Regions from separate parts of the Zea mays genome. Here regions 1 and 3 are each linked to region 2. A link is a contact called in public Hi-C data. All regions are on one chromosome and are shown on one strand. Each heading gives the region's core, a stretch centred on a gene start, on an enhancer-like site or on the middle of the called end of the contact. The rest is flanking DNA. Distances are from core to core; before and after follow the strand shown.

Region 1 (3,920 bases), core at 192-2,691, 310 kb after region 2:
CTCTTCATCGAGCTTAAGCATAGCCTCCTCCATGGCTGCTTGCAATGCATTCCACAATGCACCTTCGACTCCTTCACTTGAGTTTGTGCTCGAAGAAGACATGGCGTGAAGATGGGTATAAAAGGCGAGTTTGGAGGATAGAAACGAGATAAAATGGTGTGTAATGAGCTCCACCCAGGTAGAGATATTTATGGATGGAGTGGGGATGAAATTTAAGTTTTTTTGCATTTCTTCTATTTATTTAGACTTCAAACGATTAAAAACGGCTAGTGGTAACGGATAGCATCCGAAGTTGTCACCTTATTATCGCCCCTTCGCTCTCGCCCGCGAGACGCCACCGCCAACACGCCGCTCGCCTCCCTCTCGCTAGGGAGCGCGCTCCAGCACGGGCAAGAGCGAGGCAGTGGCAGCATCGTCTGCCGAGCTGCACCCGTCCACCTATTGCCCCGCTCCCCAGGGGCGTGCCCATGTAGAAACAAGGGTATTCAATTGAATACCCATTTTTTCTGGCAACAAAATTTATGTATATGTATACATATTATGTTTATACACTAAAATATTGTAAAAATATAAAATAACTTTGTTGTATAGGCTTACAGCTATTTGTCCCCAAACTTCGTTTTTTGCTGGCCTTTTTCATTTCCCTGTCATGTGACTATGGATAACAATCGCGTGGTTAGAAACACGAGTATATGGTTTACAAATCCATAACTACGAGACAAAATTAAATCCATACTCGTACCCATATACGTTCATAGGTATAGATCTATACTAATGTTAAATACACATCGGGTAACGGGTATGGATACTATATATTCATACCCACAAAAAATTATCATCTCATACCTTATTATATTTATACTCATACCCGTGGATAACAAATTATAATATATCTGTGTCCGATGGATAATTATCCGTTTCTCATGGATAACAAATTTAGGCTATAAAAAAATTATGTCTACTAAAATTTCGAATACTCATACCATAAATTTAATCTTGGGCCCGCCCCTACCGCTCCCGCTAATTATGTCGGTCGATACCGTCCGGGCTATGTGCTGCATTGGCACCAGCCTTATTGGAATAGAGCAGTGACGAGGTAAAAAAAATCTGCCAATGGCGTATGCTCTAAAATAATTTTAGCTACAGATATAGAATTTTTGATTTTGTAGTGACCCGTCGGTAATTTTACTGGACTGTATATGGACGAGAGGTACAGTGTTCTGAGTGAGCCTCTGAAAAAAGAGCCAGTCGGTCGCTGTCGTCACTTTTCTGCAGCGGAAAGGCCACGGTCGGGTCGTCAGAGTTTGAATCCGGTCTGGCCAGTTTTGCGTCGCGCCCCCTCTCCGTTCAAAACTATTCGCGTTTCAGTCCACTTGTTCTGTCCGCCTCTTCATTAATTGCTCCACCTCGCTGACGGAGCTCTGCTGCTGTCTTCAAGAAGCAGAATAGGAGTGAGGGAAAGCCCGTTGCTTTCGCTTCGGTTTTCTCCCAGAACTCCACCGAGAGAGGGGAAGGACTCCACAAGGAGAGGGGCCGAGGGGGGAGTAAACTCGGGTCCGTGTGACGGCAGAGAGTTTCCGACGAGGAGAGAGAAGCAGCTGGGAAGGGCACTCACGGAGCTTACAGAGAAAAAAGGGGTCGAGGTTCATGCCCGTTTGGTTCCTCGGTTGCTGCGTGAGGCGGCCGGAGGAGTCGTGAACCGGGAATGACGGGGGTGGTGGTGGTTTCCAGCGCGGGGTGCAAGGGTGGCGGCGGGGCGAAGAGGGCCGCCGGCGGCAGAGGTGGCGGGGAGGAGGAGCGGCGGCGGCGGGCGGCGGTTCTGGAGCTGCTGCTCGCGGCCGTGCGGCGCTCCGTGGTGGCGTGCCGGGTGGAGCGCGGGGCCGCCGGAGCCGGGTGGCCGGCGAGAGAGGAGGACGCGGCGGTGGCGCTCGAGGAGATGGAGATCGGTTGGCCCACCGACGTCCGCCACGTCGCCCACGTCACCTTCGACCGCTTCCACGGCTTCCTCGGCCTCCCCGTCGAGTTCGAGGATGAGATGCCCTGCCGCGTGCCCAGCGCCAGGTGAGCAACCGTCCCCACCACCTCCTTGTCTCCCTCCCGCGTCACCGTAAGATTCAAAATCGAAGCTTCCGTAGAAAATTTCGCTTACGGGGCAAGAGTCATACTGAAAAAAATTGATTTTCTGAAGGATGAGTTTATGATTTTGAGTGCTCCCAGTTTGGACTTTGGAGCATGTTCTTATCTGAGGATGCTGTTCCGCCAGAGTTCTGATAACTAGAGCAAAACTTCAGTTCCTGCAGATGTATGCCTGGATTTTCAAAGTGCAAACATGAGTTCAACTGATGCATTTAATTCCTATTCCTTATGCACTGTATTAAGCAGATCTTTTGTGCAATTACAGCAACATTGGCACTAATCCGGTGGAACTCTTATTCCTGAGTCACACATTGTAACAAGTCTGAATTTGTGTTGGACCGTATGAATTGTCCCCCAAGCTTTGCCAGTTGAACTCATCAATCCATGACTTGTGAATTCATCAAGCTCATTCTCTTTTATTTTCTCTAGCGCCAGCGTTTTTGGTGTCTCGGCTGAATTGATGCAATGCACATACGATGGCAAGGGAAATTCAGTCCCCACGATATTGCTGCTCTTGCAGGAGAGGCTGTATGCCCACGGGGGGCTGAAGGTTAGTCATGTGGCATGAATCTATTATAAAACTAAGACTTTTGAGTGTTTGTCATGTGACATGAAACTGATTTGCTCCTATGGAATTACTAAAATTCCATTTTCAGTCTGAGGGGATCTTTCGCATTAATCCAGAGAATGACCAAGAGGAGCACGTGAGGGACCAGCTGAACAAAGGAATTGTACCTGATGACATTGATGTTCACTGCTTGGCTAGCCTGATTAAGGTAGGACATCCATTAGCTTGAAGCAACCATGAAACTATGTTCCATCTACATTGTGACTCACTATTTTTAACTGATTTTGAACATACATCAACACCAGTTCCATGAAATAAGGGAACTGAAACTTCTGCACATTTAAATTGGACAGGCATGGTTCAGGGAACTTCCAGAAGGTGTCCTGGATGGCCTGTCCCCTCAGCAAGTGCTTCAATGCAATTCTGAAGGGGAGTTCCTTGAGCTTGTGACACTGTTGCGCCCCACTCAGGCGGCACTCCTCAATTGGGCTGTCGAGCTGATGTCTGATGTTGTCGAAGAGGAGGAGCTCAACAAGATGAATGCTAGGAACGTAGCCATGGTGTTTGCCCCCAACATGACACAGGTAGTTTACTATTATTGCAGGCATAGGACTATAGGAGGTGTTCCATATGCACATGTACTTCTCATACAACAAAATTGCGAGAAATCTGTAGATCACCCTGCTTCAACAGCTAAATTTACTTTTTTTTGTTCTATGTTAGATGTCAGATCCACTGACAGCACTCATGCATGCCGTCCAAGTCATGAACTTTCTCAAGACACTGATCTTGAGGACGCTTCGGGAGCGCGATGATGCAGCCACCACCGGAGAGTACACACCATACTCATCTCCAGCATCATCCAGTAAGCATGATGACGCCGAATGCTGCTATGGCAGTGAGCAGGACATGGACAGGAGCTGTGAGATGAGTGACATGCATAGCCAGATCAGCAAGTCTGGGCGACATGCAGACTATCTCGTACGCTACAATACCTGTTTTGACAGCGAACAAGAGGTCGACGATCATCTGAGTGAGGTTGAAGAAGGTTTCTTGCGTCGGTTGGAGCGTGATCTTGGAGCAGACAGACCAGAGGTTTCTTGCAGAAAAATCTCAGAGATCATGGCCCTGGAGGATGCTGAGCCGAAAGCTGAAACTAGAGCAGTGGAGAAGGGCATACAGAATGAGAATGAAGAGGTTGCTGAACAGCTATAAT
Region 2 (3,594 bases), core at 719-3,218:
ATAGTTCAGATATCGGATACAAATTTGAGATGGTTGATATCCGTCGGATTTCGGATATCTAGATTTCTTTTCCGATATATCTTCCCGGATATCCTGATATCTTTTCGGATATCCGGATAGCTGTGTGCATTTTGATGATTTTCAGAAGAAAAAATTAATAATACGCAAATAGACTAAAAAATCATAAAATTTTATGTAGGCTTAACATATGTCCATATATAATTCTAAAAAATGTTTGGATCATAAAATCTACAAGATGCCATCATTTTTTCTATTTCATTTCAACTTATTGTGTAAGTTACACATAAAATCACTCCAAGTGTCCAAGTTTCAACGTAATCAATACTCCACTTTATCATTTTCATGTAGGGACTTGAGGTTATCTTATTATAGAATGTTTATTACTCTTAGTAATTTGTTTGCATTTTTTGGCTGACACTAAAATACTTACTGAATTTAATTGTTTTTGATGCTTTTCTGCAGGAATAAATTAACAATACACAAATAGCCTTATAAATTCATGAAAATTTACAGAGACGTAACATATGTCCACATGTAATCCTAAAAAATGTTTGGACCATAAAATCCACAATATGCCATCATTTCTTCTATTTCACTTTCACTTGTTGCATAAGTTACATATGAAATCACTAAGTATCCAAGTTTTAACATAATCAATACTTGACTTTATCATTTTCATATGGGGACTTGAGGTCATCTTGTTATAGAAAGTTTATTACACTTGGTAACTTATTTGCATTTTTTGTCTAATCTAGAATATTTTATGAATTTAATTGTATTTTAATGATTTTTTGCAAAATTAAATTGATAATACACAAATAGCCTCAGAAATTCATGAAATTTTACAGAGGCACAACATATGTCCATATATAATCCTAAAAAATGTTTAGACCACAAAATCTATAAGACGCCAACGTTTCTTCTATTTCACTTCCACTTGTTATGTGAGTTACACATGAAATCACTTTATGTATCCAAGTTTCAACATAAACAATACTTCATTTTATCATTTTCATGTGGTGTATTGAGGTTATCGTCTTATAGAATATTTATTAGTTTTGATATCTTATTTGTAATTTTCAGTCGACATTAGAATAATTTTATGAATTTAATTGCATTTTGATGATTTTTTAAAGAAAGAAAATTAATAACACACAAATAGCCTTATAAATTCATGAAGTTTTATAGGAGGCACAATATGTGTCCAAATATAATCCTAAAAATATTGGACCATAAAATTCACAAGATGCCAGCAGTTCTTCCATTTCTCTTTCACTTGTTGCATAAGTTACACGTGAAATCACTATAAGTATCAAGTTTAATATAACCAATACTTCATTTTATCATTTTTATGTGGGGACTTGTGGTTATCTTCTTATAGAATGTTTATTAGCCTTGCTAACTCATTTGTAATTTTTGGTCGACACTAGAATATTTTATGAATTTAATTGTATTTTGATGATCTTCTGCAGAAAGAAATTAATAGTACACAAATAGCCTCAGAAATTTATGAAATTTTATAAAATCACAACATATGTTCACATATATTTCTTAAAAATTTTGGACTCAAAGGAGTAGCTAAATAATTACAAGAACCATGGTATATGTGAAATGGGTGTCTTACACGGTATCCGACAAAAAAAATCGTTACTGACGCTATCCATGACCAGCTAGTTTCGTATTCAATACACGACTATCCGTATTTGCATCCAAAAATATTTGTATTCGAATCCGAAAAAATATGATTTTAGTGATATCCAACCGTATCCGATCTGATTATATCTTTATGGTTCCCCACTCCTAGTGGGTCGGGTCGGATCCCCGCGGGCCTGCCCCACCAATTTTTTTTTTGCCACCCTTACCCATCCAGAGACCTTGTTCAGAAAACCCTACTCGTGCAGGGACCTATCCTCAAAACCACACCGCTTACCCTCCTCGTCTTGGTGCTCCTTCACCTCTCCCCTCCCCGCCGCTCGCGCCTCCGAAGTCCGAACCCAATTCCAAACGCAAATTACACCAAACCATCCCCGAATCATGTCAAAATTTCCCCAATACGCGTCCAAACCCCACCCGACCACCCTCCCCCAAATTCGTTTCGAATCAGATTACCGACGCGACCACCCATCTGGGCTCTGGCCGCCTCGCCCCCCGTCGCTCCCTTCCATGGCGTTTCACGTCGCGTGCCCCATCACTTGGTAATCTCCCTCCCTCTGACCTCTCTGTCTCGTCACCCCCTCATCCTTCTCTATAACGCTCGCGCGCTCTGACGGGCGGGTGGCGCCACCTCCATCTCTCCCTCTGTTCCTCTGCAGCAGGAGGGTGTGCGACTGCGAGCTAGGGTTCGGCGCCGCAGCGGCGAGGAAGGGAGGAGGGGGTGGTGCTGCGGCGGCGGTATGGGCGGGCACGGCGGCGGTGCTCGAGGGGTTCCTCGTGGATCCGTGGCTGCTGCGGCCGGCTGGGGCCGTGGACGAGGATGCGGCGACGGTGCAGGTGGAAGTGCCGCCCCTGGAGCCGGACCCTGAGGATGGGGAGGACGAGGCGCGCCGGGCGGCAGCGCAGCGCGGCGCCGCCGCGGCAGAGGACCTCGCCAGGCGCTTCGAGAGCGGTGCCTACGGATCGCCGGTCAGCGGATCTCTCTCCCTTCCGTCGCTGTTTTGCCGTGTGTCCTGGCTAGTGTGCTTGCTGCCTTGTGTTCGTGGGAAAATTTCAAGTGGGTTCTGTGCCTAGCGTGGCTTATCTTCGTGCTGGATTGTGGGATGCTTGTGGTCTTTTGCTATGAGTTGCATGGAATTCTTGGCTGGGACAAAGGAATCTGATTTATGCATGTTGTAGAAGTTTGCATTCTTTTGTGTTGAGGTTTATAGGATTGCAGTCGACGAAAGACTGTTCCTCTTGGGAATTGTGGGGCAGCCTAGTGCTGGGATTGTATTACTGTGGTTAATTAGCACCATCATTCGGTACTGGCACGCACAACCTAGTCACTGAGCATCAGTGGGCACACGCAGCCATGACATTGCTAATGTTTTGCGGGTGGCAGTATTGGCGCTGGCTTTTCCACCAGTGATGTTTTTTTCCCGTGGGTTGCTCATGAGGTGCTGCAACTGTAATAAGTACGGACTCATATCCAAAATTGTAGGTCATTTTGGCTTTTCTAGGTACATAGCTTTTGCTATCCACCTATATATCTCTAACTGTATAGTCTGTATATCTAGAACAGCCAAAGCGAGCTATATAATTTAGAGCAGATGGAGTAGTATTTTAGGTTTTTCGTTTAGTGTTCAGATCGGTAACGTATTCATGTTTAGTGAGGTATAGCTGTATGATGATATTCTGATGTTATTTGGTGCCTGACTGCCTGAGCTTTCGGGTTTTCCAGATGATTTTAAGTTTCCTAATAAAGTGTTGGATGCAAAGCGATATTATGGATATTTCGAAACGGTTACATGCATGGTGACATGTGGCACACAAAAAGAGTCGTTCTCGAATTTTGAGCTTGTGTGCATACACGTGGTTATCGTGTTGTGTATGGTGTGCTCTTGGACGTTACCTAGGCCTTCACTGGTGAGAAATGGC
Region 3 (3,469 bases), core at 626-3,125, 510 kb before region 2:
CACCAGCCCAATGATAGGCACCTGCTTTTCCTAATTCATTGTTCAAATAAAAAGATATTGTGAACAGGGAATCAAGAATCATACAAACTGAAGAATAAAGCATTCAAATTAACACATAGGATGATATCGTTTTGCATGCAAAGCACTACACCATCATTTATGCATCACTAGTGGAATCCTAACATCATACCATTCATGCAAGGAGGTTTGAAAAAAAATTCCCTGCGTGAAATATCCACTCAGAACATAAACAGTTCAATAGCTAGTCATTCATATCGATCGCTAAATGTATATAGTTTTATTTGTCCATATTGCACATAACTTCATGTTATTTAGCATATTCAAGTGTATCGCACTAGGGGCCTCCCTGACTGTTTTCCCCTAATATGATCCTTTTCGGTCTTAGTGATAACAGGTCAGAGATTTCATTACTACAGTCTTGAAATGTGAGCATTTGATATGAGGAAATCCGTAGGTGTAGCAGCCTAGCCCCTAGCTCTCCAATGATAATCCGCGTTTAGTCACCAATAAACCAGTTATACTGCTATCCTCATACAACGACTTGCTGGAGATTGGAAGTGCACTAGTTTGTTTTAGAATTAGCAGAGAGCCGTGAGTGCTATGGATAATTTGGCAAAAGTTCATATCTCAGTCAAGAATATCACAAACTTGGATATAGTAAAACTCACATGGCAATGTGCAAGTACTTGAAACATTCTTGATGTGTCTACAATGTCAGCAGCAGTGGTTTCAATTTTCACAATGTCAGCCCCCGTTGCTCGTATCTGAGCTACTAAATTCAGAAGTTCATGTACCGATGGAGTGGTCTTGTAGTCGTATGCTGAAATGATGAGCTTACAGTTTTGAGGTTTCTTCCCAGACAAATACTTCATAAATTTGTCGGCGACCTGCAGAGCAGCATGGTAATAGTGACAATTGAAAAGTGATTCACTTGTCCCAAAAACATGTAATTAAGCACAAGAAGGAAACTGCATCGAAATGTACTCCAACTCTGAACTCTCAGATATCCAATTCAGTAGTACTGCACACATAAAGCTATGAATTCGCCAAGCCTCACGAAATGGTCCTAAAATCAAATGAATAAGGACAAATTCTTTGCCCTGCAAACTAGCCTTTTGAATTGTGACAGTCTGAAATTAAATTAAAAGGAGTGAGGACGGAGCCAACCTTGAACTCGACATCGACATATTCAGCTCCCAGCTCCATTGCCAGTAGAAGCGCCTCAAACCGTGGCTCATCTTCGCCTGCGTACTGGCCTCCCTCCCAATTCGGCCTGCACAATCAAAACCAAGAAATACATTTCTTTTCATACGAGATTAACTGAGCAAATACATATTGTTCCACTGATGGTACAATAGAAACACAGTCTGAAAACTACAAAGAAAAAAAAACAAATTCCCCTTTCAATTGTACTGAAACCAGCCAGAACCAAGTGCTCACAGAATGCGCCAAGAAGGTGTCCCCGAGAAGAAGATGCAAACCTGTAGGTGACGATGACGGGGAGCGAGCGGGGCTGGGCGAGAAGCACGGGCAGGTCCCTGCATGGCGTAGACCAGAGTAGACCAGAGTAGACTGCCACGCCGCCGGCGTAGAAGTCGCTGCAGTCGCCATTGGCACTCGGTGCGGTGGCTGGTGGGACTTGGGAGCAGCAGATCAGCTTGCCGCGGAGTGGCGCGTTTAGCTCTGCGGCAGAAGTGTACGCGTGGCTGCCGGGCGGTACACGCATAAATGTTGCACCTGCCGGCGTTGCCTTGTCCCCTAGCTCCTGGCGGCGGCGGCGAAATCCGACGTGGGTTTTGGCTGCCGGCCACCGCCGGCTCTTTTGGCTCTGGAGGTGGGTGGAAGTGTGGAACTGGGACCTCATTTTTTAATTTTTTTTCAGAGGGCTGGCAGTGAAATAAGATGCGTAACTTTTCAAAACTAACTAAAAATCGACCTGACGTCGGGCGTGTCACGGCCAGAAGCCTAGATGGACTCAATAACTTATTTTTACATGAATTTTATAGTTTTTTCTAATAGTACGGGGCTTGTGGTTTTTTTTGCAAAAACTTCGCTCATCTCTGTAACAAAGAAAACAATTAGAAGTTTTAGAGGATTTTAATCATAGGGCTAGTTCGGCAAACCTATTTTTCGAGATTTTTATTTTCCCATGAAAAAATCAGTCTATTTTTGTGCAAATCTAGTCCTACATTTTTTTATTCCTATTGTTATTAGCATATAGGTCATGCTAATGCTACAATCCGAGAGAGAGGAAGAAAGGGGTCAACGGTGGTGGCAATGGCGCGAGGGGAGAGATTGATGGCGGCGCGAGTGAGGGGAAAGGGGCGGCGAGGATAAGGGGAGAGAGATGTTGGGGGCGGCAGGGGAGGGATAAGGAAAAAGATAAAAGATGATTTAAATAATATTGTAGATTGAATGAGTAAGAGATTTATCCAATAATCTAAACAAGTTTTTGCTGCGTAAACAGTTAATCACCTCTCCACAACAAGACTCTCCCCATCCAAACCGTGATATCAGATATCCCTAGTGACACATAAATGCATTGACATGATCAGAAAAGGGGTTGCAACTGTGACCAGCCAAAAACACAAGACTTGCACAAGTATCTGAACTCTGAAGTATGGACACATGAACAACATGAACTGAGAGTTGTACACAACATAATGGTTTGATGTTTGCACAACATCTCTACTATAAAGCATATTGTGTGTCACGCACGAAACACATGGTTATTCTCCATTTCCTATGGATAAGGCTCATCTCGCCCATGATGCAAAACTAATGGCCCGCTATAAATCATTCGCGTTCCTGTCGTGACTCGTCTCGCTAACGGGCCGATGGGCGGCTCAGTCCTCCTCGGCGACACTCCTCTAGTCGCTCATCATCACTGCCCCATCGCGTCGTGGACATCAGCATTGCCAACATCGTCATCGGGTCGCCGCCTTCTCCTAGTCGTTGATGCCGACCTATGCTAATAAGAAGTTGCCAACAACAATGACAGGGAGGTAAGACGAGGCCGCAGAACTGGTGAAGGGGGAAGGCGGAGGTGAACAGGAAGAAGATCCTCTTGTCGAAGGATGGACGGAGTCTGTTGAGGCCTAGCCGTGTGTAGACATATATTTTCTTTTTTCCACGTTTCTTTGTAAGATATTAAGGTGTTTATGGAATCATTATGCACTAACATTTTTTCGAAGAATTTGTGTGACGTCGCAATGCTCGATCATTGTACTAGTAATGGTTTGATATGACACTTCACTACCATTCCGCAGCATGGCCCCTGCGAATTTCGTTTCAAGTTAGAAGCATCAACCTCACCTTTGATCTTACGTTGTTCAACCCCACTAAAGGCTATAACATATCGTCCATATGGTAGTACAAAACACCATTTTACATTGTAGATGTTTATAGAGTGATGTTTTAAATAAGGGATGGAAATGGAGGTTGAGTT

What was found. Hi-C and Micro-C count contacts between places; a contact is called where the count stands out from the background.
Region 1: a Hi-C map of tassel shows a contact between it and region 2, with 3 times the contacts expected there. The contact joins the promoter of LOC100284822 here to the promoter of LOC103650588 in region 2. A contact is called at or near these places in 3 of 25 Hi-C or Micro-C datasets (ear, leaf and tassel).
Region 3: a Hi-C map of leaf shows a contact between it and region 2, with 3 times the contacts expected there. The contact joins the promoter of LOC100272333 here to the promoter of LOC103650588 in region 2. A contact is called at or near these places in 3 of 25 Hi-C or Micro-C datasets (ear, leaf and tassel).

The regions. Positions count from the first base shown.
Region 1 is chr3:135,618,842-135,622,761 of Zm-B73-REFERENCE-NAM-5.0, forward strand. It overlaps LOC100284822, which reads left to right and starts at 1,442. Exons shown (of 5, transcript NM_001157717.1): 1 at 1,442-2,061; 2 at 2,566-2,686; 3 at 2,793-2,912; 4 at 3,058-3,288; 5 at 3,428-3,920. The coding sequence starts at 1,706. The coding sequence ends at 3,919.
Region 2 is chr3:135,311,627-135,315,220 of Zm-B73-REFERENCE-NAM-5.0, forward strand. LOC103650588 reads left to right here and starts at 1,969. Exons shown (of 12, transcript XM_008676156.4): 1 at 1,969-2,216; 2 at 2,334-2,643. The coding sequence starts at 2,056.
Region 3 is chr3:134,805,423-134,808,891 of Zm-B73-REFERENCE-NAM-5.0, forward strand. It overlaps LOC100272333 (Bifunctional 3-dehydroquinate dehydratase/shikimate dehydrogenase chloroplastic), which reads right to left and starts at 1,876. Exons shown (of 10, transcript NM_001146817.1): 1 at 1,503-1,876; 2 at 1,189-1,294; 3 at 690-908; 4 at 1-30. The coding sequence starts at 1,747.